Regions from separate parts of the Sus scrofa genome. Here region 1 is linked to region 2. A link is a contact called in public Hi-C data. All regions are on one chromosome and are shown on one strand. Each heading gives the region's core, a stretch centred on a gene start, on an enhancer-like site or on the middle of the called end of the contact. The rest is flanking DNA. Distances are from core to core; before and after follow the strand shown. Region 1 has its middle 47 kb from the start of MARCKS. Region 2 holds the start of MARCKS (myristoylated alanine-rich C-kinase substrate).

Region 1 (4,646 bases), core at 1,262-3,761, 47 kb before region 2:
ATTCTTGGTTGTTTTCAGTCAGATGGGCTGGAGTCATCTGAAGGCTCAACCAGGCTGGACATCCAAGTTGGTGTCCTCATGCGTCCGGCCATCCAGGTTGGGATGGCTGAAATCTGTAGGGGCTTGCCAAGCATTTTGCCCTCTTCATGTGTTTCCTCCATGTGACTACATGGGACTTCCTCAAAGCATGGCAGTCTCAGGTTAGACTTCTTCTGTGGTGGCTGACTTGTCCCAGAAGGAGCATTTCAAAAGACCCTGGTAGAACCAGCAAGGCATCTTGGAAATAGCATGGAATCACTTCTTCTACAGTGCCAACCCAGATTCAGTGTGGGAGGGGCTGCATAGGAGCAAAAAATGGGAGGGGTGGTTACTTAGGGGACCACCTTTGGAGACCAGCTACCTTACCTGCTAAAATTTTTAATGTGCAAAATACCTTTATTGGAGGTGTGGAATGTAGACACTTAAGACAGACCAGTCAGAAGAATTGGGAAAGATCAGAGTGACAAAAACTTAACTGCAAGACAAAAGGGATGATCAGTCAATATTATTTAATATGGCCACAACCCATTTACACTCTTCTCATGAGGTGACATCTAAAACTGGGCAGGCTTTTCTGATTGTGATGCTATGTAACTTCCAAGGCAAGTTCAACAAAGGCAATGATGGGAGTTCCCATACAGCGGAAATAATCCAACTAGTATCCATGAGGATACGGGTTCAATCCCTGCCCTAGCTCAGTGGGTTAAGGATCCAGCATTACCATGAGCTGTGGTGTAGGTCACAGACGCAGCTTGGATCCTGTGTTGCTGTGGCTGTGGCGTAGGCTGGCAGCTATAGCTCCAATTCAGCCCCTAGCCTGGGAACCTCCATATGCTGTGGGTGTGGCCATAAAAAAAATTTCCAACTTGCTTGTGGGAGTACTTGCTTTTGAAAACTTCAGCTTCTCTATAAGTAGCCTGACTATCTGAGGCTGCCATGTTGTGAGGAAGCCCAAACTCATCTATGTGGGATATTGAACATAACTCATTCATTTACTGTCATCATTTAGATATCACATAAAGTGGGGGCTGGAAACTCCTGGTCTCCTTGCTTTGGAGAGATGTTTAAATTTTCAGATGCTTAGGAGTTGGATGGGGACCCTGAAGGGCATGGTTTTGAACCTAATGACCCCTTTAAAATGAGATTAGAGGCTTGATTAAGGTTTGGTGTGAGCCAGTATAAGGTTGTTAGCAGGTAGGATACACAATAGCTATCAAATAACTTTGAACCTTCTGCCTTTTCACTCCTGTTTTAGGCTAAGTGCTCAGTGAACTGTTCTTTCCTTTAGTTCAGCGTTTGAAACTCTTTATTTCTTTAAAGATAATTTTACTTAAAACTTAAAGACTTACCATGGGCCCTATGATGTGAAAAGCCAGGAAGAAAGTGGTTCTGGCATGTTTGGGTGAAGCTAAGTTTGGAGGGACCCCAGTGCCAGGGGACCTGCGCTCATTCCTTTTGTCCTTCTGCCCTGCTACTCATGCCCCTGTAGCACAAACATTCTTAGGGAAAACAAAGTCCACTGACCTCATTCCAAGAAAATCAGTAACAAACACCCAGTTGTCTTTGAGAAAGAAAGGAGATGACATTGAGAAACACGACAGAGAAAAAGAGCTAGAACTCCTGGTTACTCTTTCAGGCTTCCCAGTGGGAACTTGGTGTCTCTGATAAACAAAGCACAGGCAGGAAGGAAGCTCAAAGTCAGAGGAGGGGGCTGGCAGGCCCATCCCAAGCAGGGACAGTTGGAAGAGAAGCCTGGACCTGGGGACTCCTGGGGAGGCCTCTTCTTCAATTTTGTGTGTGTGTGTGTGTGTGTGTGTGTGTGTTTTGTCTTTTCAGGGCCGCACCCTCGGCATAAGCAGGTTCCCAGGCTATGGGTCTAATCAGAACTGTAGCTGCCGGCCTACACCACAGCCACAGCAACAGCAATGCCAGATCAGAGCTGTGTCTGCAACCTACACCACAGCTCACAGCAACACTGGATCCTTAACCCACTGAGTGAGGCCAGGGATTAAATCCACAACCTGATAGTTCCTAGTCAGAATGGTTTCCGCTGCACCATGACGGGAACTCCCTCTTCTTCAATTTTTGTGTCCCTCTTTCTGAAACAAGGATTCTGGGGACACCCTCTGGCCTGGTGGGACGTGGGTGAATCTGAAGTGCCTGGAGAGCAATAAATGCAGGTTTTCTGCTTGTAAGTGGGAGGAAGTGGGCAGCACTGGAAGCGATCAGGGTTGAGGGTAGGAGGGACATTCTTGCCAAACCTGTTCCCAGGCTTTCTAACTCTCTAGGAATGGAGGGAAGAGAATGCCTCGGTCAGTTTCCTGTAATTCAGTCCCCGGAGCCAGGGCCCCTCTGAGAAAACAAATGCACAAGAGAAAAGGACAAGAAGGAGGAAACGCCAGCTAGGCAACTCCAAAGGGATCCACGGCTAAGCTCACGGGCAAACTGCTTCAGTGCAGGAAGTAAGTAAAGCGCAAACAGGATCTGAGCGAGGTCATTTGTTTGGGAGGAGAAAAGGGGTGAAGGGCAGTCCTGTGAATGTGCAGAATTATGTCAGAGCTTCCAGATCCTGGGCCACCCCCACCTGCCTCACATTGCAGTGTGGAGGACTCCGCTGGGCTACACAACTCTCACCAGATCTGTCAGGATCATTAAACAATGAATATCCCTCTAATCACAAGATCAACACCAAGAGTTACTTTCCTGGGGAGCTGCCTGGCGGGAGGGGAGGAGCAGAGTGAGAGTTCCTAAAAGAACTTTTGTGATCTGCTCAGAATACTTTTTGCAAATTTTTAGATGTATTCCATGAGTTTCCTTTTTTAAAAAAATAAAAATAAAAAGCCATTTCCTGAACAGAATCTACTGATTTTTTTTTTTGATTCAATTCTTCAGTACACTTTTACTTTATGAACTTGAACTATCAGCTTTCTGCATGATGTTACATTGGCAGAACAATGGATACTAGAACTTTCTCCCGGACTGTTTTATTCTACATTTAGCTTTTCTAGAGGCAGTGTTAGGAGCTTTAAAGTATGAAAGACCATCAGCATGGCCTTATCACATAGTATTCCTTGGTACCCAAAGATTAATGAGCTTAGATATTAGAAAAGAAAGCATAAATCAAGAATCTAAAAAGGTCAATAGCTCAGTCTTTGAAGAAATAGAGATTCCTTCCCTCTTGGGTGGTATTTCCCACTCCTAACAAAAGGTAATACTTTTATTTTTGGACTTGATTTGGTTCATATTTTCCAGAACTCCAAGTAAGCAGATTTCATAAACAAAAAAGTGGGAGTGGGGAGGTCAAGTGCTCAGATTAAACCCCCCCCCCAACCTACCTCTCCTAAGGACTTTTAAGTGGATTCAGCTACTCTCACCTGATACTTACTATCTTCTCTGGCACTTTCTACTCTGGGCCACGTCATACCAGCCACATGAGCTCACCTGCTGCCTTTGTGGCCCTAGAAGCAAAGGTGGGAACACGTTTCTACAATCCTGGACCCAGGATAGGAGCGCAAAGGGAATGAGTGGCTGGCCAAATTAAAAAGGCAACTTTGTATCCCAGGGAGTTCACCCACTGTTTCTCGACTTAAACATGATGCAGCACCATGATTGCTCTGTAGGCTCATTGCACATGCCGCAGAGAGGGCCCAACTTGAGCCCATCTGTCTTAACATTTTCCTTTACACTTTTTTTCCACTTGATACTCTAACGTGATGATTTTTTTTTCCCCTAGAAAAAATCACCTGGTAAGGGTTAGTCCTAGATATCACGCAGGGGTCTCTAGACGCACAACTGGATTCTTACACTGGTAGAAATGTGTCTTTTTTTTTTTTTTTTTTTTTGGTCTTTTTGCCTTTTCTAGGGCCGCACTTGCGGCATATGAAAGTTTGCAGACTAGGGGTCGAATCGGAGCTGTAGCCGCCAGCCTATGCCAGAGCCACAGCAACACAGGATTGGAGCCACGTCTGCAAACTACACCACAGCCCATGGCAATGCCGGATCCCCAACCCACTGAGCAAGGCCAGGGATTGAACCCACAACCTCATGGTTCCTAGTCGGATTCATTAACCACTGTGCCACGACGGGAACTCTGAAATGTGTCTTTTAAGGAGAGTGTCCTGAAATGATCCGTGGGGAATCCAGTGAGCTCTTTGTGGTAGAAGGCTTTGTTGCATAGTTGTTGGTCAGGGCAGTGCTTTTTCAAAGTAGTAGACGTTACAATGGAAATTTAAGACAATTTAAGATATATCCTATTATTTCTCTCCTGCTGCTCTTCTATTTTTGATTGCGTGCTTGAAGCGGAAAGCATTCTTTCTAGAAGTCATAATAACTATTGCCCAGTGGTTGGCTCACAAGGTTGAAAACTGAAGAGTTCACTGTTGTGATTATTTAAGTATAACAGCTGCAACAACAACTTCAAATGCCTATATTTGATTTCATTAGAGTCTCATAAAATGTGTGTTTAAATTATCCAAATTCACCCACTGAGGTAAGAGCTGGTAATTGTGCCCTCTAGTTCTCTCAATGGCAAGTTATTTGGACTGAGCTTCCAACAGAAGGCTGACCCTTCAGATGTTGCTCTACCCATAGAGCTATGGTCTAATGCT
Region 2 (4,318 bases), core at 1,440-3,939:
CGCTTCTTTTTTTTTTTCGGGGTCTCGTTGCTGGGTGAGGGCGTGGCCCCGTCCTCGGCCTTAGGCGAAGACGTCGAGGAGGCGGCCGAGGCGGCCTCCCCCTCCGCAGCCGTGGGGGAACCGGGCTCCGCGGCCTCGCCCTCCGCGGGGGCCTCTTTCTCCGCGGAGGTGGCCCCAGCTTCGGGGGCGGTGGCGGCCGCCTCATCTTTCTCGGCCCCGACAGGCGACGCCGCCCCGCTCCCGGCGGGTGCGGGCTCCTCCTTGTCAGCGGCCGGGGCGCTGCCGTTGGCCTGCAGCTCCTCCTTGGCGCCGGGCTCGGCGGCCGCAGGAGACGCGTCGCCGTTTACTTTCACGTGGCCATTCTCCTGCGGGCAGAGAAAGCGGGAGCGTCACTTGAAGTGGCCGGGGCGCCGTCATTACCGACCCCGCCCCTGGAGCTGGAGGGACCAGTGTTCTCACGGGCCTGACTAGCTTTGGAGGCCCTCTCCCTTACGGGGACGCGGGATCGGATGCCCAGACTAGGGTTCCTGGAGGAAGTAGGGGCAGTGCCATTTCAAGTGCCTAAAGGTACAGCGGGAACCTAGACGACTCAAAAAATGCCCAGAAGACTAAAAAGGGCCCGAGTCCAAAACGTGGAGAGCAACGGGTAAACCATTCCAGCATTCCTTCACGAGCTTTGGAATAAAGGAGCCATGTAATATGATACACCAAACGCCCTTTGGAAGAAGGCACAGAAGCCAGAGCTGGTGGTGATCTGCGCCTAGACTGCACATCCCTCTTTCCCTCTAAACTCTAAAGACAGCTTCAAAGCACCAAGAACTCCCAGGGGGCAGCCCAGCGTTTCTGCGAGAAGCGCCTAGGCTGCCCGCGCAAACGCCCTTCGCCCGCCTAAGGCCTGGGGTCGACAGGGGGCGCTGCGCCTCCACCGCTCAGAGCTAGGCGCAGGAGGGCGCCGAGGGGCGGGGCCGCCGGCCACCCCGCCCTGCCGGGTCGGGCCCTGCCCGCTGGCCGAGGCGCCCCCGAGCCGGGATCGCGCAGCCCAGAGTCCGCAAACAAAGCTCAGGTGGCATCCTGGTTGGGATACAAACAAGGCAGAGAGAAACCCATTATTTCGTAGGTCTTGCCTTTCTTCCACGCCCACCTTCGCCCGGGATTTTGCGAAGCCGTGGCGCGCCCCAGCTGTTCATTTTGCATTTTTAACGGGTTCAGAGCCTCTTGGCAGAGCTCGCCTTCCCCATTAGGTTAGGGCAAGCGAAGCAACACGGCCTCTGCTCTAGGAAAAGAGGCGTGGTGCGTGCCCGGTGTTTGTGAAGCAACCACCCTTGGCCGACCTCTCGCGCCCACCCAACCGTGGCCATCCGCCTAGGTTTGGGCAGCGCCGGGGCAGCCCCTGCAGTGGTCCAGGCGCCACGCACACCAATAGCCCTGACTGAAACACACGAATTGCCTCTTGTTGACCATCTGGACAGGTTCTTCAAGGACCCAGTCTTCCCATCCACTTAAAAGTCAGATGTGTGTGTAATTAGACAGCTACGAACAGGGATTTAGAACAGTAGGAAAGCCCATCAAAAGGTAGTGAAACCCTTCTGTTCACCTCCAGCCAGCCAACCGGCCAGTCACCTTTCCAAGAACCCAGGGCACGCCGCCTCGGCATACAATGAGACAGCCCTTCCCTCCTAGGCTTTCTCCACCGCCATCCCTATTGCGCCCCCCCACTTCCCTACCCACTTACACAACCACACCAGTTCAGATATCCTGAAGGCGACTCAGTCTCGACAACAAACACGAGACACCCAAACACCTTTGTGCCCACCCAACAGAAATGCAACCTGCCTGGGGGTGGGGGTGTGGGGTAGCACCTAGCTAGTCACGTTCTGCCAAGCTCCAAACACGCCATTTTAGACAATTTATCACTTCTTTCCTCCCGTCTACACGAGAATTCGCCAGGATTTTCTGGGAACCACCACTTTGGGGCAGGGGGAGACACCACCTATGAGAAATTTACAATTTAGGCTATCGCTTTCCATTCAACTTTCATATTGGAATCTGGCTCTCTCCTTTCCGCCTAATGCGCCTCAGGCACGACCAGGAAGGAAGGGGAAGCGTAGGGACTAGAGAAAGATACCAAAGAAATGACCAGAACCACAGGTAGAAATTACCTGCCCATTCGCTTTGGAAGGCGACGAGGCCACAGCCGCCTCCCCGGGCCTCTCCCCAGCGGCTTCTCCCTTCGAAGCGGTCTTGGAGAACTGGGCACCCATGCTGGCTTCTTCAACAAAGAAACTCAACAGATCCAAGGGGGGAACAAAGAGCTTCGGGTTGGTGTAACGACGGGGCGAGCAGCAGCAGCGGCAGCAGCGGCGGCGGCAGCGGCAGCAGCAGCACACACACACCGGAGGGAGGGGGGAGTGGGGGTGGTGAAGAGGACAGAACAGAGTCGATTAAATACACTCCGGATAAAAAAATTTTAGTCGAAGAGATCAAAAAGCAGCAGCGCAGGAGGGAGGGAAAAAGGGTGGAAAAGTCGAGCACAAAAAAAGGAGCCCAAGTGTAGTTTAAAAAAAAAAGAAGTAATAAAAAAAATCCCAGATTTGTAGCCGCACTGTAGACAAGAGGAAAATGGAGAAATCTCCCTGGTTGCTAATAAGATGCGGAGTCCAACGCCCAAGTGCACAGATGAATGGGCTCACGGGCGCTGACGCGGCCCCCGCGCACGCCGGCCAATCCGCGCGTTGCACACAAAGCAGGGGGCGGGGCCTGCGCTCGCCTCGAACAATGGAGCCGCGCTTTGCAAACGGTTTGAAAATCAGCCTCATACCGAGAATTAATGTCCTCCAAATAAATAAATCAATTAAAAAATACATGCCTCTCGCCTCCCTCGGCTTAAAAATAATAATGCATTACTTGATTGGTTTGCTTTGTTTGTAATTAATTAACGCGGGAGGGGGAGTACTTGTGGATGGGGGCGGAGAAAACGTTAACTTGACTTGCTTTGACTCTCCTCTGTCTGTATCTGCGTCTGTCTCCTTCCACCCTCTCCCCTCCCCCATCTTTCCGTGTGTTTATGTGTATGTGTGTCTATGCGAGTTTTTAAGACAATGGTTGGGGTTTGTGTGCAGCATGTTTTCTTTCTCTGTGTTCCATATTGACTTCACAGATACTCAACAGCATTTTTTTTTTAACGGTTGCAAATGCGAAATCGCCCGAAATTGAAAGGTATTTAAACCAAGAAGATCGAATTTCATCAAACGAGATCGCGAGTTAGAATTAGGTCTGTAGGCCAGATGTGGAAAATGCAAAAGCAGCAAGCAGCCGAAGCCACACTCCCTTCCCTATCCCACATTGGCATGAAATAAAATATTTCAAGATTGGCCTACGGCGCTCATCAACCTTCTCCCCCGCCCCAATCCAATTAATGATTCCCCCCTCCCCCCAACAAAATTAAGTGAGGGCCATGTACAAAAGATCGAAAAGGTTTACATTTTATCGCTGTGTGAAATGACAATTTTCTCTAGGGTGAAATGAGATCCTACAGCATAGAGTGTACGAATCTATATTTACAGTTAAGAGGCAATTCGCGTCGATATGAATTTTTTTCAGCCTACTGCCAGGATGGGATGGACTCTTTTTTTTCTGAACGTGCGTAAGTGTGCATGCAAGCCAGTGGGCTCCTGGAAGGCAGGGAGACAGCAGTGATGAAACTCTGAACAACCGGATTGACTATTACAGTTCTAAGGAGAAATTACACATTGAGAGATAGCAAGAAGAACCCTGAACGCTTCAAGCCTAACTTGAGTTAGAAAGGAAGCTTCTATTAAGGAACCCAGGGTACCTCCATCTGTAACCCTTGCCACCGAAGTATCAGAAGCTGTTTGTGCGTGAAAGACAGAGCACTGATTTAAAGAATAGAAGGTGAGAGGGTGGGGCTAAAAATCAAGGATACACACTTATAAGCATTCTCCTATCACCTACATTTCTGCTCCCAAAGTTTTCACTTGTGTCCAAATCAGGCTACCTTTAGTGATCCTGAAATGAATTATCTTCTGCTTATGGAGGTGAGAAGCAGTCGAAGTAATGGTTCATTTCTCCTGGTGCTGGCTCTGAATTCTAAAACAGTTTTATTTTTCAGCTCATTGTAGGGAAATGGGTCACACTGAGTGAAAAAGACGGTTAGTTCAAGCCAATAACTCTTTGTTCAACTATTGCTTTGAAAATCAAGCTGCATATCTTTTCATGAAGCCTCGTCTTCTCACTGTCCACTTATTCAGATGCATCATTCAATCATGAAGTCATATCCCCCAGAACTGATGTTAAGATG

What was found. A called contact is a pair of places that touch in the nucleus more often than the background predicts.
Region 1: a Hi-C map of retroperitoneal adipose tissue shows a contact between it and region 2, with 2.4 times the contacts expected there. The contact joins the enhancer-like site here to the promoter of MARCKS in region 2. A contact is called at or near these places in 6 of 47 Hi-C or Micro-C datasets (alveolar macrophages, embryonic fibroblasts, fibroblasts and 2 more) and 2 of 2 datasets of contacts at active chromatin or transcription factors (alveolar macrophages and skeletal muscle).

The regions. Positions count from the first base shown.
Region 1 is chr1:79,834,971-79,839,616 of Sscrofa11.1, reverse strand. No RefSeq gene overlaps it. Among named protein-coding and RNA genes, the nearest start is that of MARCKS, 47 kb to the right of the region's middle. Within about 2 kb of position 2,511, at least 11 of the 83 cell types and tissues checked have an H3K27ac peak or open chromatin away from gene starts, as enhancers often do. A contact at or near this core is called in retroperitoneal adipose tissue, where this site is marked.
Region 2 is chr1:79,788,167-79,792,484 of Sscrofa11.1, reverse strand. MARCKS (myristoylated alanine-rich C-kinase substrate) reads right to left here and starts at 2,689. Exons shown (of 2, transcript XM_021091501.1): 1 at 2,160-2,689; 2 at 1-365. The coding sequence starts at 2,261.